Regions from separate parts of the Sus scrofa genome. Here region 1 is linked to region 2. The links are chromatin contacts, called in public Hi-C maps. All regions are on one chromosome and are shown on one strand. The core of a region is the stretch at or near the end of the contact, and the rest is flanking DNA. Distances in the headings are between cores, read along the strand shown. Region 1 has its middle 73 kb from the start of ZCCHC2. Region 2 has its middle 230 kb from the start of PHLPP1.

The links. A called contact is a pair of places that touch in the nucleus more often than the background predicts.
Region 1: a contact with region 2 is called in a Hi-C map of omental adipose tissue, with 1.9 times the contacts expected there. The contact joins two enhancer-like sites. A contact is called at or near these places in 1 of 5 promoter capture datasets (liver), 23 of 47 Hi-C or Micro-C datasets (adipose tissue, brain, embryonic fibroblasts and 13 more) and 2 of 2 datasets of contacts at active chromatin or transcription factors (alveolar macrophages and skeletal muscle).

What each region holds. Positions count from the first base shown.
Region 1 is chr1:158,947,586-158,951,192 of Sscrofa11.1, reverse strand. No RefSeq gene overlaps it. Among named protein-coding and RNA genes, the nearest start is that of ZCCHC2, 73 kb to the left of the region's middle. Within about 2 kb of position 1,767, at least 19 of the 83 cell types and tissues checked have an H3K27ac peak or open chromatin away from gene starts, as enhancers often do. A contact at or near this core is called in omental adipose tissue and retroperitoneal adipose tissue, where this site is marked.
Region 2 is chr1:158,633,811-158,637,518 of Sscrofa11.1, reverse strand. No RefSeq gene overlaps it. Among named protein-coding and RNA genes, the nearest start is that of PHLPP1, 230 kb to the left of the region's middle. Within about 2 kb of position 1,843, at least 5 of the 83 cell types and tissues checked have an H3K27ac peak or open chromatin away from gene starts, as enhancers often do. A contact at or near this core is called in omental adipose tissue and retroperitoneal adipose tissue, where this site is marked.

The sequences.
Region 1 (3,607 bases), core at 518-3,017, 310 kb before region 2:
GGGAACAACCCAAATCTCCATCGATAAGTAAAATTTCTAGCTCCAAACAGTGGAACATTACTCAGCAATGAAAAGAAACAAACTGGGACACACAACATGAATGCATCCAAAATAATTTTGCAATGTGAAAGAAGCCTACCCCCCCCAAAAAAAAGTACAGACTGGGTGATCACATTTACATAATATCCTGGGAAATGAAGACTAATCTCTAAGGCAGGAAGCAGAACAGTGGTTCCCTGAATGGGGGTGGGGAGGCAAGGATGGAAGGATTACCATGGAGCAGCAGGCATATTCACTTGATTGTGGTAATGATTTCACAAGTATATATGTCAGAACATCAGTTTTTATACTTTATGTGCAGTTCATTGATGTCTTTCATATCTCAAAATAATTTAAGTTTTTGTACATAAATTTTAAATTCTGTTCCTTAATCACACTAGCCACATATCAAATGCTCAAGAGCCACATAGGGACGCTAGTGGTGTCTATACGGGAGAAAAACAATTCCATCGCAGGAGAAAGTTCTGATGAGTAGTGCTGGTCCAAACAGTATCCCCTGTTCCAGTCTGGCAAGGAGTTCTAATAAAGAAGAATGTTCCTTCTGGCCCAAGTGGCCACGGCCCCTCTTGTCTACAGAGCAAAATGGAGATGGGGGAAGGGTGTTTGTCAAGCAATCATCTGCCATTAGGACAGGCCATTGGAAAGGGGCCAGGTGGCAGGTGCAGCCACTCCCACACCTGCTGAGGATTCTGAACTGGTTAGGTCCTGTTAAGTCACTTGGGAGGAGAGAAGGGGAAGGGGGTAATCAGGAGCAGAGATGCGGCTGATAATGGTGGAATGGTAGAAAGTTCAGTTTCCTCTAGCAAACTTTTGGTTCAAACTGGGTGAGGGAAACAAGGCCCAGAGATGGGAAGGGAGGGACCCAAGTCTCACCAGGATTCAAGAAGAAAGCCAGAGCCAGGAGGATCCAGGTCTCCTGATGCTGGGAATCTAGGTTATGATGATTAGAAAAATAAGTAGAAAGTATAATTGAGTGACTGATAATGGTGAGCACTCCCGTTTCTTCAGCAGGACCAATTGAGAGTGTTGGTATTTTGCCTCCTAGTTCCTCCTCCAACTGGTGGACCGACCGACCGACCGTAAATAGTCACCTACTCAGTGTGGACTGGGGTCCGCCTGGGGAAGCCACAGCATTCTCAGAATGATGTTGTTAAGTGTGTCGAATCGCACGCTTAGAATTACAAAGAAAACCAATGGTATTAAAATTCAGTTTTGTGCCCGGAACCTAAGGACCACGGATGTAACTGCAAAGGGAAATGAGGCCACTCCTTGACTCCATTTTGACAGTTAGGCAGTTCTCACCCCAGATTTCAAAAATGCAGTCCATCAAGGAGTTCGGCTTCCCTGGAAAGTGGGCCTTTTGGAGACCAACGGAAGGAACTGAGGCCGCAAGAGAATCGCCAAGGAAAATCCGGCTTCCTGCCTTCAGTTCTGGCCGCCAAGTCCTCTGGCCTGTCCTGTGACCAAGCTCGCCCCCCACCTCCCACACCGACACCCAGTCCCCAAACATACATCTTTGAAAATATCCAACAAAAACGCGCGTGGGTCTAGCCTCAGGGCTGCGCTGGGATAGACCCCTCCCCTGGGACGGGATCGCGCCAGATTTGGCAGCGCAGGAACCAGAGGCGACGAGGGCCAGGCGGGGTGGGTCCGCATCCTGCAGGGAAGCCCCCTGGGGATGCCGCACCCCGGGCCTCGCGGCTGCCGCTGCAGGCGCCAGGAAGGCGCTTCGGGTTGCTTGGCCGAGCCGTCTGACCCGCGGGCCCCGCCGTCCGGGGCCCAGACTCGTCACCGCCCCCCGCGGGAGCTTTGCGGCCAGCGTGTAGCGGGCTGACCTCGGCGCCCCTGGAATTGACTGGCGGGCGAGAAAAGGAGCCCTGGTGACCCCCGCGGCCTCGCCCCTCCCTCTCTCCTTTCCCCAGCCGCACCGGCGCGCCGACGCTGCTCTGCGCTTCTCCCAATTCATTTTAGGAGTGAAAGAGACGCCCGGGGGTGTCAGCCGGGCGCGCCGCCCCCAGGGCTGTCGTAATGGCGGAGTCGAGGATGCTAAACGTCCCTCCCGAGTGCGCAGCAGCCCAGACCACCGAGGGTGTCCCTCCGGAAAGGCCACAGGTCCCCAGAGGAGGCCGAGCGCCGCAGAGCCGAGAGCCGCGGAGTTTGGCCCCAAGCCTGCACCACCTGCTCTTCAGAGTGTCCATGTGTGCGGGTGGTGAAGACGGTGAGAGGCGGGCCTTTCCAGGAGGCTCAAGACAGTTTCCCCAGGGCTAGTCTAGAAAGTGCTCCTCTTGCCCCTTCAAATGGTCCCTAGCACCACATCTGGAACCGTCCATGGCCACAAGGCCTGGAAACTTTCCCTTTGGATGTCTTCTCCCATCCTGCATCCCACCCACAATGCCCATGCTGTCTCTGCCCTCGGGTTTGGAATCTTGGTATTTGGACATCCTGAATTGAGCAGGGAGGGATTTGGACCTGGGAATATCTGGAAAATAACAATGTCTGCATATAAGAAACTCGGTTAATGTTATGTGAATGAATGAAGTGAGTCACCATCCCCCACCCTCGGCGGTTCCCTCTGTCCTTCTGCTAATAGAAAAACGGTGTGTGCGTTCCCTAAGTGGGCCTTCTAGGACCACAGCCCTGATGAGAAGGCATTATGAGGGCTTTACACCCCTGAATTTTTTCCCCTTGAGACAAGAGAGGGATGTTCAAAGCCCTTAACCTTAGAACAAGCAGAGAGGGAAGGCAGAGAGGAACGCTTTGAAAGCAAAAGCAAATGGCCTTATTTGCTTTAAGAAGGATACAGGAGTTCCTCTTGTGGCTCAGTGGGTTGAAAACCCAACATAGTGTCCCTGAGGATGCAGGTTCCATCCCTGGCCTCACTCAGTGGGTTAAGGATCAGGCGTTGGGGCAAGCTGTGGGCTATGGCCAGAAGGTGCGCCTGGGATCTGGTGTTGCCCACGGCTATGGTATAGGCTGCACCTGTAGTTCCCATTTGATCCCTTAGCCTGGAAACTTACATATGCTGCTGGTATGGCCCTAAAAATAATAAATAAAAATGGTTCATATAAAACAAAGATATGTTCAAAATAGTATATATTTTTTGAAAAGTATAAACAGTTGAAATCCCTAATTCCAGAGCCCCAATTTTATTTCTCTCCCCAGGGATAACCACTGTACTCAACCTCATCCCACTGCCCCTTGACCTCTGCCTCCAGCTTCTGGCTATTTTCCGCAAGAGACAGTCTGCCTGCAAGCCTCTTGCTTGTTATTCCCTCCAGAACACACCCACCCCCTTTCATTTCCCTTTATTTTAAAGATATGAAATTCATATGATAAAGTGCATAAGCCTTGAAGTGTGCAGCTCAATGAATTTTTACCTATTTTCTACACATATCTTCACCCAGATCAAGATGCAGACTATTTCCAGCATCCTGGCTGCCCGCACCCTCCCCTGAGGTAAGCACTGCTCTGACCTCCATGGCCTCAGAGTCCTTTTGTCTCCAGCACTTTCTGTGGGAACTTGTTCCCATCCTCCAGGTCTCAGCTC
Region 2 (3,708 bases), core at 594-3,093:
AGTGGGTTAGTAAAAGGTGGAGGGCTCCGTGCATCCAGGGGTGAAGATGGAGGAGGTTTGAACAAGCCCTCAGGGGTCTGACCTGTCCCCAGGTCAGACAGGCCCCTTGGCCTCCACTGGAAAATGCTGCCTTGTTAGAAGCATCCTCAAGATCTACAAGCATGCGTCTGTGAGAACACAACCCTTCACCATTTCGCTTCCATGTGGGCCATGAAGCCAGAAAACCACTGGTTCCTGCAAAGGGCACTGACCCACAGTTTGTAGCTTCCAGCCCACTCTGAGCTCAGCACCGCTCAGTCACCCTTCACCTTCCCTGGCTCTCCCTCCCACTCCTCACAGAAACTTTCCTAAACCTTCAATATTCTTCCTAGCCCCTCACTCAGTTCCCTGCCTCTCACCTATAGGTTGAAACTCCCTCCTAGACCATCCTGCCAGTCCCTCTCTCCCAGGGAGAGGAGTTTATTCTCTGCTGCCTGCGCCCTGCTGCTCTGTGACCTCACAGCTCTGTTCCCTGCCTTTTTCCTGGAAGTTCTCACAATTCCTAAGTGCAGGCCTCTCTTACTTAAAAAAAATAAAATAAAAGTGGAAAATCCCCTGTCCCCAGAAGTGCCTGGCTCCATCCCTTTTGTTCTGTCTGCCCTGTCACCCCTCCACTCCATTCAGGCCACTGCTCACCACAGTCACAGTGGCGGGGAGGAAGGGGTTGGGGGTGGGGGTGGGCATGACGACTTCCAGCAACAACAATGCTGCATTTGCCACAGCTGATCACTTCCTTGTTCAAAACTTCTATTTTGACCCCCATCCCTCTTGCTTTGCCTCTGCGCTGGCTTTGAGCAGCTGCTTCTCCGCCACATTTTTCAGGCTCTTCTACTGGATCCTGAGTTGAGCTCCATGCTCCTCCCTTTGCCTCTCACTCTCATTCAGGGCTTGTTCTGGGGGCGCTCAGCATCCCCCAACCCCAAGTCCACACCACCTCCTGGACACCTCCCTCCCAGGACTCGGGTGCCACAAACCCAGTGTGCCTCAAACCTGCACCCTCTGCAAGCCTGACATGTGCAGAACCTGTCATCTGTCACCAAGTCCTGTCAACTCCACTTTCTAAACCCTCTAGACCCAAGGAGCTGATAATGAATAAGCAAATCTTTAAATATGAATATGATTATTTCAGACGTGTGTGGAGGAAACTGTGAAGAAAACAGGAGAGGGAAATGAGATCAAGAATGATTTTTTTGTTGTTGTTGCTTTTTAGGGCTGCGCCTGTGGCATTTGGAGGTTCTCAGGCTAGGGGTCCAATCAGAGCTGTAGCCACCAGCCTATACCACAGCCACAGCAACAGAGGATCTGAGCCATGTCTGCAACCTACACCACAGCTCACGGCAACACTGGATCTTTAACCCACGGAACGGGCCCAGGGATCGAACCCACGTCCTCATGGATCCTGTCCGTTAGTTACCGCTAAGCCACCACTGCAACTCTAAAAATGGTATTTGATGTAAAACATTGAAAAGAAGACAAGATAGGATCTGAAAGATGAAAATTTCAGGCAGAGGAAACTGCAAGGTCAAAGCCCTGGGGGCAGGGGGAGTGTTGGAATATTGGGGGAGTGGCCCTTAACAGCATCCCTGTTCCTTGTCCTGCTTCCCAACCAAAGACAAAACAAAGCAGAAATAAGTAGAAAGATTTACTTACTTTTATTTTACTACTTAAAGCTGACACAACTGAGAATGTGACTTATGTCACCGGGTGAGTGAGCTTCTGACTCTTGAACCCCATCCTCAGCCAGCTCAGCTCCCAGCCCAGCTTGGCGGAGGCTGACCGCTCCTCGCTCTGGGAAAGCCCGCCTCCCCTGGGGCGCAGGGCAGCAGAGAGCAAGGCTCTCAGGAGGGCGGGGCGACAGGCAGGGCTGCACATGGTCAGTGTGTCGTCCCAAACTCCCGCAGGAGCGTAGGGGCGGTGCTGACAGACTGGTACCCTGGCTGCAAGCCTGGTCCTTTTAGGGTGTCCTCGTGGTTAACGCTCGACGCCCCAGGGCCTGAGGGTGTGAGATGAAGCCGCAGACGTAGACCAAGCCTGGGGGATGACAGAGAAGATCCTTCTTCCAGAAGGTTGGCATAAGGCAAGTGCTCACTAAATAATTTCTCCTGTGTCTTCAAACTCAGGCGACGTCCCCCCTCCCCGCCTGAACACACAGCTGTACGGCTCTCAGACGGCCTCTGGGCCCCATCTGGGCATTTTCCGTAGGTTTCAGTTATCATAAATGTCAGGTCCACCCAACAATGAACAAAAATCCCACTTCACCTGATTTCAGACTTTTGGAAGAAGTGACCCTCTCTCACGGGTCATTCTTGATGTTCGGGGTCTCGATTGGGAATCTGTGGTAGTGACTGAGTTTCGAGTAGCCCAGGGCTTTGAGCAGCACAGGAGCTCAGTCTTTACTGGATAAAGAGTCACTCTTCCGCAGGCCTCTGAGACTGAGGTGTGAGGCCAGTGGGAGGAGGAAGATCACCAAAAGTTTGGGATCATCACCCACCTTCCCCAGGAAACTCCCCAGGATGTCAGATCCTCCTCGGGCTGTGTGAGCCTCCACTTCCTGCCCCGGCCCCGGGACTGGAAAGGAATGGGAGGGAAGAGCTTTTTAAGACGAGACTGTCATCCAGCCTTCCTCCGGGTAGCTTAGGATGTGTGCATTCATTTATTTCCTCTCCTATTTTGGGGTGCTTTTGCCGCAGGGTTATGACAAATAAAGAAATGCAGGGTGCCACCTGCCCTGGCAACCTCTTTGACAGTGTCGGAAGCAGAACTAACTACGAGTTTTGAAATGTCTGATATTCAACAAAATTTTGATTTTCCTCCCTGGATTGATTAACATGACTTGTGTTAATTCAGTTATTGCAGGAGCTGAAAGGCCTCGTGGGGCACCACCATTTCATTGGTTTGCAGAGTCCCTCCCTTCGCTGTCTGAGTCCTGCTGTTGGCATTTCATTCATCCCCTATTGGTACAGGTGTGAGGTGGAACTGTTTTCGCATGTTTGGGGGGGACAAAACATTGGCTCTGTCGCCTCAGTTTCCTGTGGTTCGGCTTAGTTGATAGGATTCTTTGGAGCTGTGAGAGATGTGTGGCAAGCTGGCCCCACATGCCTTCTGTCCAGGGTATGCTTGTGAATTGCCTGGGAACAGATGACTTTGGCTGTGGTCAGGCAGACCCCTGTATCTCTTTTAAATTGCTGATTTGGCCCAGGACAGGCCATTTCACATCCTCCATGATCAATAAATATCAAATAAATTGTCCAAAACCAAGTATAAGCTGCAGTCTGGATAATGAGCTGCTTTATGCCTTTAATGAATCTCTGCCTTTGTCACTACAGTGGGCAGCACCGGGGGCTGACTGCTTTCATGTCATTCTTCACGAACCTAAGACAAAGTGCAACAGGCACCCTTTGGGGTTTTCTCAGGGAGCAGGACTCTTCTCAGCAGATGAAAGAAATGTGGCCTGATTGAATAAGATTCTGCTAGGACCCACTGCAGGGCCCTGGGGGAAGGGGTGTGGACAAAGCTGGTGCTGGAGGGGCACCAGCACCACCAGCACAAAGCCTTGTGAGAAGGTATGTTTCTGGCCTCTGCTGGCTGAGGAGGGAGCGTGGAGGATACTGCTGTCTCCCCAGGGGTATGTTTTCAGGGATGTGCCAGAGGAACTGCTGGGTGTGGGGA